Linked DNA regions of Mus musculus: region 1 is linked to region 2. Evidence: chromatin contacts called from public promoter capture Hi-C data. All regions are on one chromosome and are shown on one strand. Each heading gives the region's core, a stretch centred on a gene start, on an enhancer-like site or on the middle of the called end of the contact. The rest is flanking DNA. Distances are from core to core; before and after follow the strand shown.

Region 1 (3,055 bases), core at 245-2,744, 2.0 Mb after region 2:
TACCGCCGTCTGCCACTGTTTCTTGCCATCACACCCACCCTGAGCTTCAGAACTCTGGCCTCGGGCCTCAGAAAGTGCTCCAGGCACAGCAGGAAGTGCTCCCCTGTATCCTTCCTCCACCCAGCGATAAAGTCAAGGTCTCCCCTGGAGACAGGGCTGCAGCCCCACCAGCTACAGTCACCCCACTACCACGATTGCCACCACAACCAAGGAACACTCGGCGTGTGCCCGCCCTACTCACAGGACGCAGAGTGCGAAGGCCCCCGCCACGCTCTCGCTATCTCGCACCAGGAAGCTGCCATCGCGGCCCGCCCGAGCCAGGAGCTCCTCCGCAGCAGCGCGGCTCAGGTCACGGTGATACCAGGCTGGGGCCGGGCTGCCTAGCGCACCCCCGGGACTCGGTGTCCCACACACTGAGGCCATGGCCCACGCAGGGCTCAGCGCCGCCGATGCCTGCCGCTCCGCGCCATCCGCCCGGGGAAGCTTGAAGTCGAGGTTGGGCCCGGGTCCCGGGACTAAGGATCCACCAGCCCGAGAGAACCCAGTATGTGGGTTCCACGCTTGGCCGCGCCAACCGCCTGGATCTCCGCGCAGCCGCCGCCGCCCGCAGCGCCGGCCTCAACTTGAAGAGAAAGAAAAGTTTGTTCAGAGGCGGCGGGGGAGGGGCGGGAACGGAGCTAGGAGCTGGCCGGTCCCCTCCCCCTCCACTCGGCCCAGAGCCCGGGCCGCCCCTGCCCCCAGCCTCTCTCGGCAAGGACGATGCTCCGACAGCCCTACAGGACCCGCAAGACCAGCACCTCCCAAGTCCCACAATTATTTTGTCCCCCCACCTCAAGAAGATCCAGTTCCCCGGTACCCGCTCCGGGACAACTTGTGAGTCCAAGTTCTCGCTGGTGAATTCAATCCTTCCAACGATTCGCAATGAGATGACCCCTAATCCCTATGCAAATCTGATTCTACTACACACATCTCTTCTACTCGGCACCCCCACAGCCTTGCGGGATCAAGGTTCGGAAAGCAAGGCTCCAGGATAGACATCCACAACTACTACAACATCCAAGAGAACAAGTTCTCGTAACTCCTATAAGGTCAGAGGCCCCTTCAGACCTGAACCCCCCAAAACGATTCCTGACACATCCCACAAGATCCCAAAGAGATCCGATACCCCACCCCACACATACGCGCGCGCTCGAGGTGCCTTTCACGCACCGGTCCCCGCAGGCCCTCCAGCCTGGCAAAACCCTTCCCCCATCTCCACCAAATTGCCTGGCACCACGCCCCACACCCGCAGGCCCAGGTTTTGCAGTCCCAGACCAGGAGGACCCCCTCGACTACCTAGAAAAAAAGTTCCCTCAAGTCTCAGAGCCTCAACTACCGAACGCAGGCCCCACCTCTAGGGCGACTCGGGTTGACTCCTAGCCCGGGGAAGCCTCCCTGGACTCCCCGCGGCCACTTAAGATGGCCATCCGCCGCCACCGCGCACCCCGCGCCTTCCGCCCCGCCCGCGCCCCGCCTCGTCCGCCCGCGTCCCGGTCTCCGCCGCACGCCCGCAGAGTGACCTCGGGACAGCCTTGGCTCTTCAGTGCGCCCGAGCTTCTCGCTTTCGATAACTGGGGTAACGTTACGAGGGCGGGCTCATTGGGGCTCTGCCTGTAAAGCTCAGGGCCTGGCATGCAGCGTGCGCTCCGGGACGGCGGCTATTTTTATTATTAATTAAGGAGTAACGAAGGTGACAGCTGTGTAAACTGTAAAGCGCGACTGGGGACTGAACGGGTATTATTAGCACCGCCCCCGCTCCGGCTACTCCCTCCAAATCAACAAACTTGCGCTTCCGTGGGCCAGGTGCGAGCAGGGAGCTCCTAAGACTCTGGCTGCTAAGACCTCCCATCCACCGACCCCTGGGGCGGAAAAGGGGACCCGGCGGGAGAAGACGGGGCGGAACCCAAACAGGGCTTTGGCCCGCCCTATTTCCCCCCTAAAAAAAGACCTGGATGGTGGTGGCGTCTCCAAGGATTTCTCTTCCTGCCCCGCCCCTCTGCCCCCTGGCTCCTTAAAGGCGCAGGCCTCTAGCCGCTTGCCTACAACCACCAACTCCTAGAGTCTGTCAGGAGCATCCCTTTAACCTGGGAGAGAACTTTCGCTCTGGTAAATTGAACCTGTTGACCGAGCCTGGGGTCAACCCTGAGGAGTTTCCCTCTGTTTAGAGGATAAGCCAATTTGCATTGGCTTAACCCATCTAGAACAAAGCCTGGGACGTGACGGGTCTGTAGGGACCTTCCAGAACAGATAAATACAAAAACAGAGATCCTCCACCCACCTACCTGTTTCTCCTGGTCCTGCCAGGGCTTAAATAAAGTAACATCCTCCAATCTGTACCCAGCTCCTCCCGCCGGGAATGGAGGACGCCCACCCCAGATCCCGGGGGTGTGCAGTGGGGTCTTACTTTCCTATGCCTGTATTCCCGACCCACAGGAGGCAGAAGCAAATGGAACTCTACCTAGTTGTAAGCCAGCTTCCTTGGTCTAGACTTCCAGCCCATCCAAGACTACATAAGAGATGTGGCCTCAAAGAAAGAAAGGAGAACGAGTTGGAGAAAAGCTGTCACGACCCTCCAAAATCAATATATTTACAGCTTCCTGAGAGGACGGCGATGCTAAAGACTGTGTCATTGGGGTGAGATGGCTTAACAGGTAAAGGCGCTTTTGCCAAGTTTGAAGACTTTGAGTTGAACCCCAGGGACCCATGTGGTGGAAGGAGAGAGCTCCTGCATGTTGTCCTCTGACTTCCACACCTGTGCCAAGTCATCCATGCAGCCCACACACCTAGGCACACACTCAGAATAAACACAAATACAATTTAGCCGAAGGCTAGAGGGTGCTTCTGCCTCTGGGAAGCCACTAATAGTTTCTTTGGCTTCATCAGTAGGATACAGCACTGGGCGAAATGCAAGCTTTTGTTTCTTCTGTATCTTCCAGATTGACTTCCTAATGGACTATCCTCGTCCAAGGGACCCCAACCCAGTCAATCTATATCATAGTAGGCAGTGTGAATTTTT
Region 2 (3,169 bases), core at 620-3,119:
AGTTATAAATTGAAATAATAAATAAATCATTAATTTTCCCCCCTAAACAATGTCTTACTTTGTATCCCAGACTGACCTTGACTTGTTATCCTAGAACCTTAGGCTCCTGAGTGTTAGTTAGTTTGTGCCACCATGCCAAACAGGGCACATTATTTCTGACTCCTGAAACTGATGTAGAACAGTAGTCATGTACTATATACAATGTAATACTAGACTGAATATGTGTGTGTGTGTGTGTGTGTGTGTGTGTGTGTGTGTGGTGGTCCCACAGATTCTAATTGTGTTAAAGTTCCCATCACCCACAGACATCTTAGACACCAGTATCACAGCCCAGACATATAACACGTTTGTGATGTCAGTCATATACAAATATCTATGTACAGCTCATACAACTTGAAATGACAAAAAGCTACTTTACTGGCTTGCAATCATTCATTAGACTACACTTTGTTATTATCTTGGAATACAAACTTACAAACATTTACAGTGAAACAGCATATTACCTTAGCTGGCAGCAGCCTCACACAATCCATGCTTTCAGAATCTCTTGACACCATTTTTTCTTGTGTTTGACTTCATTTCATGTTTCACTCATCATGGCTCCAGCCGCAATAGGCATATATATGGAATATATATATATATATATATATATATATATATATATATATATATATTCTCCATACAGCCTAGCTGAGCCATACGATGTGCATACACACTGATGAAGTTCTCACAATGAAACCACATCATTGTTGTGTTCTCAGTACCAAGCCCCATCATTAAGCACTGCATTATTCTATCAATTACAACCTCCTCTTAGCACCTGGGCTGGTCTTGAACTTGTGATTCTCATGCCCCAGCCTCCTGAGTGCTTGGATTAACAGGAGCCAGGCCCCATGACTGGCTCTCATTTGTTAAAGGTTAGTAATGTGTACTTATCAGGACCATTCAAAAATGCTTTATAAACGTTAAGGCACTATACAAATTGATGTCTTTAATTATTGTGAATGCTGACCTTTTTACAATTCAGTTTTGGTTCTGCCATCACCTCAACAATTAAATTGTCATTAATTTTCACTATGATTATTCTAATAATAATGATGACAGTGGTAACACAGTGGCCTGGTCACACCTAAAGGATTCACCCAAACTATGTGCTCAGAACTAGGGGCTGAGAAGAATCTAGTACAGGTCTGCTTTGGAGTTGTTTGCTTTAGCAGATAATTCTGATTATTAATTACTGTTCCATACTCTCTCACCTTCCAACCAAGTCCTCTCTATTCTCTTTCTTGGGGAGAGTACAGTTTAGCACGACTTCTGAAGTCAGCCTTGTTTGAAGAGGAAAACTTAGGGGAGACCACTCAGTTGCAAATCTAGTATCAAAAACATTCCACCTTGGAACCTTTTTGGTCGCCCACAACTCCTCTATAGTAAGAAGACTTCACAGTCTCGGTTTGTTCCCACAGTTCTAAACTACAGCTGAAGTTTGGCTTTAGATGGAAGAAAGCAAAAGTAGAATGGTCCTAGCTGATTCTGGCTGACTCAGTCTTCCTTCCTGATGCAGGTCCCCACAGTCCCCGGCCGAATTCCGGGTGACTCTCACCCCAGCTCACCGGCTCCGGAGGCTCTCTGGGCTCTCCCGTGGAGTCTCGGAAGAAGGCCTGAAGCTGAGCTGGGGCGATGGAGACTGGATAACAGCGACAGAAACCACAGACGCTGAAACGAACCCAGTGACCGCTGCGCAAGAACTGGCAGTAATGAGACAAATATCCCAGGAGCAGAAGGAATGCGCTGGGGAGCAGGCGCCAGAGGACTGAGAGCAGCGTCTGGGTGTCAACCTCCCCGGCCAGGCCACGCCCCTTCACCGCGCAGTGCCCGCCCTGCTTGCTTCTCCACGCCCTTAACGATTGGTCTGTGGAAGGTATCACCGCCTAAAACTTCCCTAGACAGTCTAATTGTCGAACAAAGGTTCCGAGGCTCAGAGGGGACTCCTAAAAAGATAAAAGGTGGAAGGGGGTGTTTTCACACAAAGCACTGGACATTCTCCTTGCAAAAGGTTCCAAAATGTATATATTTATCAGGGCCTGGTGGTGCGGGGCTGTGGACTTTGCTAGTGTGGTAGAGACTGTTAAATTTCATCTGTCTGGACTACAAAATGAGTTTAAGGCCACCCTGAACAATTGCCCTTCTCGCAAGATTTTTAAAAAAAAGTATAAACAGAGCCGAGAAACCAGTTAGGTGGCAGAGCACTCGCCTAGCAGGTGCAACGTCCTAGGTTCACTCTCCTGTACCTTCGATAACTTATTGTATATTGTCTACACACATTTACATACATGTATCTGTCACCAAGTACTGAATCCATTCTCTTGTTTCACAATCACACGCAAGGACCATCCCATTCTTCCCCACCTACCAAAATCAAAAGAGGAAAAGGCCCCTCTTGACACACTGCAGCATCTAAGAGATCAGCCAGGGGTGGGGACAAAGAAAGCTAAAAATGACTGTTAAAAAAAAACAACAACAACACAAACAAACAAACAAACAAAAAAACAAACCGAAACAAACAAACAAACAAAACCCATCAGGTCAACAAGGCTACCAGAGGAGACTAAAAAGAAAATGAAAAAGTCACGACCAAAACAAAAACCCAAACAAACAAACATAAAAACCAAGATGTGGAGTACATTGGTATCAAAATTCACAGTGGTTCCTTATGTACCAGGTTAACATAATGAACTAGGACATTTAGCATAGTGGCATTACCCTGTGGGGAGTGACTTGTATTTGACTTATAATAGTAAGATGTATGATAGCACCCTTCACCTTATAATATAAGAAATCACACCCCCAAGTGTGGGTCTAACCACAGTAAGATAGAAAGCAGCACAGCAGGGCCGATTCGGCCGGACCCCATTCCTCCTCTGCCTGTGAGGATGCCAGGGGGCAGGGCCCTGTCCACCAAGGAGCAAAGTGACTTCCTTTTATTTCATCCCAGTCATGTTAGGAGTTTCTCTCCCAAATGGCTGCCTCCTCTAGTTCCAGTGTAAGAATATGGGGTCTTCTTTCTTTGAAGTGAACTTGATACTCAGAAGTAGAACTCACATGGAGAGAAACAATTGAAACTCATTTTTTTTGTTGGAACCAAGTAAAACATAAAGGAATTTGTCAAAAG

The links. Promoter capture Hi-C pulls out the DNA fragments that hold promoters and counts their contacts.
Region 1: a contact with region 2 is called in a promoter capture Hi-C map of liver, with 5 times the contacts expected there. The contact joins the promoter of Inppl1 here to the promoter of Neu3 in region 2. A contact is called at or near these places in 3 of 39 promoter capture datasets (liver and pre-B cells) and 1 of 9 other capture datasets (liver).

What each region holds. Positions count from the first base shown.
Region 1 is chr7:101,836,330-101,839,384 of GRCm38.p6, forward strand. Inppl1 (inositol polyphosphate phosphatase-like 1) reads right to left here and starts at 1,495. Exons shown (of 29, transcript NM_001122739.1): 1 at 1,392-1,495; 2 at 242-622. The coding sequence starts at 423. Gm10602 (a long non-coding RNA gene) reads left to right here. Exons shown (of 2, transcript XR_003946663.1): 1 at 1-1,088; 2 at 2,473-3,055.
Region 2 is chr7:99,826,548-99,829,716 of GRCm38.p6, forward strand. Neu3 (neuraminidase 3) reads right to left here and starts at 1,870. Exons shown (of 3, transcript NM_016720.2): 1 at 1,611-1,870.